Linked DNA regions of Canis lupus: region 2 is linked to region 1. Evidence: chromatin contacts called from public Hi-C data. All regions are on one chromosome and are shown on one strand. Each heading gives the region's core, a stretch centred on a gene start, on an enhancer-like site or on the middle of the called end of the contact. The rest is flanking DNA. Distances are from core to core; before and after follow the strand shown.

The links. A called contact is a pair of places that touch in the nucleus more often than the background predicts.
Region 2: a Hi-C map of blood shows a contact between it and region 1, with 4 times the contacts expected there. The contact joins two enhancer-like sites. A contact is called at or near these places in 3 of 9 Hi-C or Micro-C datasets (blood and liver).

The regions. Positions count from the first base shown.
Region 1 is chr17:57,627,961-57,632,111 of UU_Cfam_GSD_1.0, forward strand. No RefSeq gene overlaps it. Among named protein-coding and RNA genes, the nearest start is that of NOTCH2, 21 kb to the left of the region's middle. Within about 2 kb of position 1,326, at least 1 of the 20 cell types and tissues checked has an H3K27ac peak or open chromatin away from gene starts, as enhancers often do. A contact at or near this core is called in blood, where this site is marked.
Region 2 is chr17:57,670,652-57,675,030 of UU_Cfam_GSD_1.0, forward strand. LOC111090694 (a long non-coding RNA gene) reads right to left here. Exons shown (of 3, transcript XR_005372679.1): 1 at 1,308-4,379. Among named protein-coding and RNA genes, the nearest start is that of SEC22B, 32 kb to the right of the region's middle. Within about 2 kb of position 1,765, at least 8 of the 20 cell types and tissues checked have an H3K27ac peak or open chromatin away from gene starts, as enhancers often do. A contact at or near this core is called in blood, where this site is marked.

The sequences.
Region 1 (4,151 bases), core at 76-2,575:
TCTTTCTTTTGCTCCTTGTAACACAATAAAAATTCCTTTCTTTGAATGGAAGGAATTCCACAGGTCCTGAATGACTTTCATTTCAAAATGACTTTCATCTAGTTTAACGATTCACCATGTATCAAAAGTGCCACCTTTTCCACCATTTCTCAGGCCTCTGTACCTTCCTATTCTTGCCATCAGGTGGGAACCAATCCCTGCTCTCTGCCTTGATGGGGTACTGATCATCTAAGACTTGGCACCTATGCTTTCTCCCCTGGGATGACTCCTCCAAGCACGACCACTACACCTTTCATCACATTGCCATAATACTTAGCAAGGTCCTCTATGGGTAGTTTCTTCAATGGACTTTTTATGAGCCAGATGCTGGCCAATGTTCTAACGGTACAAAGAAGATGGATGGTCCTACCGTCAAAGAGCTTACCTTCAATTAGTAGAGGAAGACAAAAGTGTAAATAGCAAATATATTTTTACTTTTAAGAAGTCAATGTTACAAACAGTACAGGGATGCCTGGATGTTTCAGTTGGATAAATGTCTACATTCAGCTCAGGTCATGATCTCAGGGTCCTGGGATCAAGCCCTGCATCCAGCTCCCTGCTCAATGGGAGTCTGCTTTTCCCTCTCCTTCTGCACCCCCACTCATGCTCCCTCTCTTAAATAAATAAATAAATAAATAAATAAATAAATAAATAAATAAATCTTTTAAAAAATACTACAAGTGGTACAGGTGCTGTAGGAGAGGTACAGGCAGCACACAGTGGCAGGAAGGGTCAATTCTAACTGTGAGCTTGGAGATTGGAGGACAGTAACCTAAAGAAATAGATTATAAAGGAGACAACCCTCCTGGAGAATGATGAGGGGAGGGCTTTGCAGGTAGAGGACAGCATAAGCAAAGGGCTGGTAGGACAAAAAAAAAGAATGTGCTGTTTAGGGAGAAGCTATTGGTCCTCTGTGTCTGATCTGGGCTTCAGCATAGATGCAGTGAGACAAGAAGTTGGAGAACAAGGAGGAGGATTTTCCTCACAGGCAAAGAGGAGCCACTGCAGGGACAGACAAAATGTTCCAATTAGTATTTTTAGAAAGATCATTCTAGAAACAATGAGTGCAGCATAATGCATTTTTTTTTTCCTATTCGATCTTGAGCTCCTTGATGTCAAGTATTATGTCTCTTCCGTTTTTATCTTCTCAGTGCCAAACATACTCATTCACCAATGTGAGACTACATAGTTGTTGGTGCTGCAGTGCCAGTCTGATAGGGCAACTGAGCTCTGGCTCAGGCTTAATGCGACATCAGCAAGTCACTCTGTGCTTCAGTTTCCTCATCTATAAAATGGTGGTTGACTCAAGATCATCTTTCAGTTCTCTTTTATTCTATATTCTGTAATGCTATAAGGAAGTTTTTTTTTAAGTTTGAGTCAATATTTGGCAATACAAATAACAAATCTGACTCCAATTTATAGAGGTGAATGTCAAGAGCTTAGTGCACCATGAAGCTCAAGTTGAGCCAAAGATTGTATAAATCACTCTCTGAACAGTGGGCAATGGTTCTAGTTAAATTATTCACACAGTAAAAGAATAGGTTCTTCCTGTTGCAGAAGGGCAGAATTATGTCCTCAAATGTATGTTCCTTTTTTAAGGAAAAGAGTCAGAACGTAAATTATTATTACTATAAGTCTTTAAGTGATAAGGTAAATACATTTTGAAAACATTAGAAGCTTGAGGAAAACCTAATGGTTTTATCTACTTCAAATTAGTTAGTCCTTTAGTTATTAGCCTAGCAGAATACACAGAGCTCTATCAGATTCTCCACATCCTTTTCATAATTTTTGTATCTCTTTGACTTAGTAGAATGTGCTCTGACATTTCCAATTCATCAATGTAATACTGAGTTCCATAATTTAAAATTCAGGATCCTAGCAACAGAGTCAATTTCTATTAACGAAAATATAACAACAACAAAACACAAAGGCTTCTCCTAGTCTTTCTATTCTTTGATCTTTATCTTGATGAGACTATAATAGCCTTCAACTCTCATAAAATACCTGGTTTTGTTTTTTTTTTTTTTTGCTGATACAATTTTACTGTCATTTACCTAGAGTTTTTTTTTTTTTTTAATTATAGAACAAATTTCCTCAATTGTATTTCTCTACCTTGATCTTTGGAAACTTCTACCATTGATATTGTAATATAGTTATTTAAATTTAATTTATTAAAGATTTTGATTTTTTTTAATTTTAAGGTTTAATGTCTTATTAGCTTAATTCCTAAGAAGTAATTTACTGTCTAATATTAAGCTCAAAATACACAAATTACTCAATTTCTTGATACACTATTCATAAATAGAAAAAAAATTCTCACTTTGACTATATTCTCATAATAAACAATGTTCCTGAGCTTCTTTCTACCCTAAAATATGGCTGATAAATCTGTGCCAGGGCGTCATTTAATAGAGTGGCTTATAAACCAGCTACAGATGCTTCAATTGAGTTGTACCTTCTTTATAAGAAGCCTTTAGAAGAGGAAAAGAGGCGTGTTTATTAGTTTGGTGGACACAAAGTGGTGGCACCACCCTTCCCTTCTCTCACAGACACTCTCATGCTCCAGGTGGGCGGGTGAAGCCTGTGAGGCCAGTAACCCCTTGGGCTTTGACTTAGCTAAGTGAGGACTCTGTTTTCATTGCTTGGCTTGTTCTTAGAGACTAAGCTAACAGGGTGAATTGGGGGCTTGGGATCTCATGTACACAAACAAGATGCGTAGTGTAGCAATCCCACCTCTATTCTCCGCCTTCTGAAGTGCTCCTTTCTCCACGCCTCAGCCCTCTTGTCCCTGACTGGTCCAAAACATCCGTGAATTGTTCTTAAATAGAAAATGCATCTAAAGCTGTTATTTAAAAAGAGGCTTATACTCATTGGTTCATTTACCCATCAAGAACATCTGATTTTCTTTTGTTGAGCTGCATATGAAATATATTTGGGGGCATAAGATTAATAGTCTTTAGGAATCAAAGTCTTCTGGCTGGGTCATCGTGACACAACAACAAGTTTTAAAATTCATAGCAAATTTCTAACTAAAATATACTATCTAAAATTTAAACAGAGTATAATTTATGTCATTAAGAAAGTCAAGATAACATTCTTTAGAAAAACTCCTAATATACAGGCTGAACTTGCTGTTCCTTTCCTATCTCCAAAGTGAGATGACTACAAGACAATTTTTAGTACCCTATGCAAGAAATAATAATGGGAAGAAGAAATGTTTTTGCTGGAGTTAAGTTTCTCCTCCTAATAATAGACACAGAAGCTGGAGAAAAGAGCATGATAAAAGTTACTGCAATGTTAAACTATCATAAATTATTAAATAATGTCTGAATGCTTTCCCATCCATTTATTTTTCCTAGTTTTCCCTAAGGGTATCAAATGTGTAAAGGCTAGTCTTACATCAAATTTGGAAGTAGTGAGAGGAAATTATGTACTGATGAGAAAAATGGCAGACAAGAAAAATGAAAGAGGGCCACCTGGGTGGTTCAGTTGGTTAAGCATCTGCCTTTGGCTCAGGTCATGATCTTGGGATCCTAGGTCCAGCCCCATGTCCAGTTCCCTGCTTCCTGCTCAGTGTGGAGCCTGCTTCTCCCTCTCCCTCTGCCTTTCCCCCCTCCCCGCTCTGCTTGTGCTCTCTTTCTCTCAAATAAATAAATAAAATCTTTTTTAAAAAAGAAAAATGAAAGATACCATTTTTCATATATAATTTTAGTGCATAGAAATAAATTTATCTTTTTTTCATTGGTGTGTAGGTTGCCTTCGCATACTGGGAACTAATACCTGTTAAGAGCAAGATATTGCAATACTGGCCCAGCTTATGTGAAAATGGTCCTCTGCCATTTTTTCTCACAAAAGTAACTGCACTTCTTTTGTTTCTGAGAAGGTTATTATCCAAACAACTATGTTTTTTAGAAAGGAGGGCAGAAAAAGATAATTTTTAAAACTAAGCTTGTCATTTTTAGAAACAGGGTTAACAACCTCCCAGAATAATAGGTAATCATCCAAAACATTTAAACATCTAAGAGCTGTTTTAACAAATCAATTACTTGGAGATACTGCAGAGCCAATGTAACATGGTGGCTGCAAGAATGGCCTCCAGAGTCAGATTGTCT
Region 2 (4,379 bases), core at 515-3,014, 43 kb after region 1:
AGAAAGAAATCCATTCTTTACTTCACAGTGCCCTCCAGCCAACTTATCTTTCTTCGATTTCTACATAAGCTTTTTCAAAAGTAACTCACACGACTGTCTCCCCTTCTTTGCACTCATCTTGTTAATTTTCCTTGTCTAAGTAATGTAATATAGCAAGGCAGGTCACAGGCTGAAAGGTTGCACCTGGGAGTCACTTGGCTCCTAATGTTTGGATCATGCCTTGATTATTAAAAACAACTTGAGGGATTTTTATATGAAAAAAAAATAAAAAAATAAAAACAACTTGAGGGGTTAACAAGAGGAATGTCCTTGACCACTCAAGATCATGGGTAAACTCTGGGCAGGCAGTCCGGTTTGGGAAACTTGTAGAATTCCTCTGAACTTCAAGGAGCTTCCCATTCTCTGGCTATTTCCCCTTCCTTAAGAAAGGAAGGGAGGAAGAAAGGAAAGAAAGTGGGAGGGAGGTAAGGCGGGATAGCTTCAAAACAAAGTCATCTGAGTACAAACTCCATTCCCTTTCTCCTCTATTAGAATCCATTCCAACTCACTGCTGTTGGGGTTGCTAAAACAGAGGTCACATTTCTGCCACTTGTAGATCTGGCCTGGTAAGAGAAGAACTGTTTCCATCCCCTTCTATCAAAGTGCCTATCATTCCTCCATTTAAACTTCATGAATGATCTATATCTTGGAAGATGTTCTGGGATGAAGAGAACACTAAAGTGGAAATACCTGGAGAGGTGAGATTGCAGAAGGCAAGGGGGTTTGCCTGAAGGCATGCTTCACCTGCTCCCCAGCGCACCCCAGAGTCAGTCCTGGTCACTTACAGGATAGGAAAATGTGATGAAAGAAGCCCATGAGTGAGCTCCTGGCCTCCATGCACAGTGAGTTCTCTCTCCCCTCCCAGCTGCACTAACCATACTTCCTGTTCTGTTCTGTGAAGTTTGAGTCTGGCACTCTATGAAGACACAGTGCCCACTTTGAGCTAAGCAAAGCAGCCTTTCCTCCAGACCAAGATGGCTGTCCCTCTTCTCAGTGCTCTGCTTCTCCAGCTGCAAAAGCAGGGCCCAGTTCCCACCTCCCCAGATCCAGAGGTAATGAACCACAGCCAGACTCTGTAATTCCAAGGAGCTCCCAACCTCACCAGTGTTTAGAATCTAAACATAGTTACTACACATTCCCCCACACTTTCAATCCCTTTCCCTATCATTCAGGCTGCTGAAGAATTAGTATCTCCTTTGACAACAAAGAAGACAAGCATGAAAAGGCAGGGTAGGCCACAGGGCAAAATCAGAAAGTAGGTAACCTACCTTTGACGTGCCATCTCTTTCTCCTTCCTGCTCTCTCTACTGAAGCCAGGAAAGAATCTGAAAATAGCCATTTGTACATAAATGTGAACTTCAAGTTCTCAAACTGTATCTCGTAGGGACTTTATTATTGTTTACAAAAAAAAAAGTTTCGGCCCCCAGTAGAAACAGCTTCTTTTGGGGCCGGTAGCCAAAGGACTTGTAGGGAACACGAGGGCCTTCATCTGGGGATCATCCCATGCAGAGAGCTCCTTAGAACCACTCATAGGGCTAGACCAGGTGGAGAGTCCGAGATGAATGGTACACAGTCATTCATTTCAGGGACTTTCCCTCAACCTCTACCTCTCTGGTGGCTTTGCTGTCATCACCAACCTTCTTAGGCCAGCCCTGGGGACATTCACGGGTGACCCAGGAAGGCTGGATTAGGGGAAGTGGAGGACGGGCTGTGCTGATGATTTATTAAACTCTGTGGCTTCTTCACTCCTCCACAAGGCTCCTCATCAGAGGGTGTGGCTTGGGTCATGCTGGGCACTCAGCAGCTTTGTGGTGGGTATCGGTTTGTGCTTCCTCTCCTTTGCTTTCGATTCAGTGCTTTCCTGTTGCAGTCTGAGCACTTCTATTTAACCGCAGCCCCACAGCAGCTACCACTGCATGCAAACTGGGTCCATCGAGGGGCAAGTGTAGGGCAAGCCAGGGGATGGAAGGGCTGAGAGGTGAGAAAGGAGAGTGGTATAAGCCAGCTGGAAATGAAGACAAAATTCCAAAGATAGGATGTCATGATGAATAATCGTCCAGAAAACATTCCAGTAATTTAAAAAATATGTTCCAGCTCATATTCGGCTATGTTAAGAGTCCATGCTGATCTAAATTAATTAGCTCAAATATATTTTCATTTGAACATACCTTCAGAAGTCTTTTGCAAAGAAATAAGAAATAGGGTGAGCTAAGGTTCACTGTGGCTTTAATTCAAGAATTAATTAAAAACTAAGTATTCAAATTCAGTTCTGATTCAGGAGTAAGACAAATGACAATCTGGAGGTAGACTTTAGACCAGACATGTTTGAGGTCCTACGATACAGTGTTTGCTCCATGTGAAGGAACCAGCATTTGTGAAGCCCTAGAAACAAGAGAAAGCAGGATGTGTTTGCAACACACGAATCCAGTATGTGTGAGGTGCAGACAATGGTAGGCAGGTTGCTGATTGCAGAGTGTTTATGAGCCATGCTAAGACATTCGGACTCTAGCCCAAGAATACAGGGAAGCAATGAAATGATTTTAAATGCAGGAGGTGAATTCATCAGAATTGCATTTATTAAAACAAAACAAAACAAAACTTTCTGGTAGCTGGTGGAAAATGACCCAGGGGAGAAAAACTAGAGGCAGGAAACTAGTAAAGACTTGCAAAAGCCCAGAGGTCATTGCTTAGGCCAGGGGAGGAGAAGAATAAGCGGGTGTTTTCAAAGAAAAAGATTTTACTAGACTTGGTTATTGATCGAAAAGAGAGACTGTGCACAGAAGTCAAAGATGAATCCTGGGTTTCTGTCTAGAACAATAGGGTGGATGTTGTGGCATATGTTAGGAAAAGGAAGAGTAGAAGAGGAATAGTCTAGAGAAGTGAGTTGATTAACATGGCTTCAGGAATATCCAACCGGAGCAGTTCTAGAAGACAGTTGTTATATTAGTCTGGAGTTCAGGAGAGATAGATATTTAGAAGTCACTGGCTTAAAAAATTCATAAAGCTGCGGAAGAGAGATTTCTCAGAAAACGTATAGAGGGGGAAGACAGGCTGACATAGGACAGGACCCTGAGGAACATCGACACCTCAGGAGTCTTCTCTCTCTATGAAAGAAGAGCTTTCAAAGGATGCCTAAGATCCATGAGGAAGGTAAGAAAAAAATAATAGTGCATGGAATCCACAGGAAGGTAGTGAGTCTATCAAGGAGGTTAATGGTGTCAGTTTCTGCTCATTGTCAGGTAAGAGGAAGACTGATATACCCACCAAATTTAGTCATGGGGGGCATTACCGTCCTTAAAGAAAGCCCCTTCCATAGTGTGAGAGTCAATGCCAGATTAGTCTGGGTTTACAAGAGTGGAGCAAGCGAAGAATTAGAAACAGCAAGGTGTGCAGACTATTCCCTCTCCCTCAAATGCCCTTCCACACTTTATCTATGTGGTAAAATCTTGCTCATTCCAGGATAGGGCTGAAGTAAAGGGTATTTATAAACAAACAAACAAAAATCCAAGGAAGATGTTCTTTTCCAGAAGCAAACTCAGCCAGGGCTGGAAGTCAGGAAGTGGGTAACTTATTCCATGCTCACCAGACAAGGACTTTCAACCAATAAAGAAGGCCTGTACACTCTCTGGTGCCAGTGTGGGGGTGTTGGTCTACATTAAGCCAAGAATGTGATGCAATTCTTAAGAACAGGAAGAGGTTTAGCTGGGATGGGAGGAGGACTCTGACTTGAGGGTGGTGGTAGAGGGAGTGGAGTGAGAAACAGAGTAGTTTTTTTTTTTTTTTTCCCCAAAAGAGCAGAGCCAGAAAAAGCAGCTGAGAAAAGCAGAAGGGATTGAAAAACTGTACCACTGAAAGCCTTTCTACTCCTCTCTAATTGTAGAAAAGCACATAGAAAAAGGATCAGACTGGGTGATGGGCACTAAGGGGGCACTTAACAGGATGAACACTGGGTGATATGCTATATGTTGGCAAATTGAACTCCAATAAAAAAAATAAAAAGAAAAAATAAAAAAGAAAAAGAAAAAGGATCAGATTCAGAATTGGCTTTTGTACCACCACTTATTAGGGGAGAGAAAATATCCACCCCAGGACTCTCTTGCCACAAGGGGCCTTTGCCTGCACTTTTCTCTTCAAGAAGAGAACAGCAACTCTAATCACAAATGAGAAAATATATCTATAAGATGGGCATAGTGGCTATCAACATACATGAAAACATGTAGGAAGGCACCTTACCATGCTATTTGAGAACAGTTCAGGGGTGCTTGGGTGGTTTGTTGGGTAAGCATCTGACTCTTGGTTTCAGCTCAGGTCACAGTCTCAGGGTTCTGGGATCCAGTCCC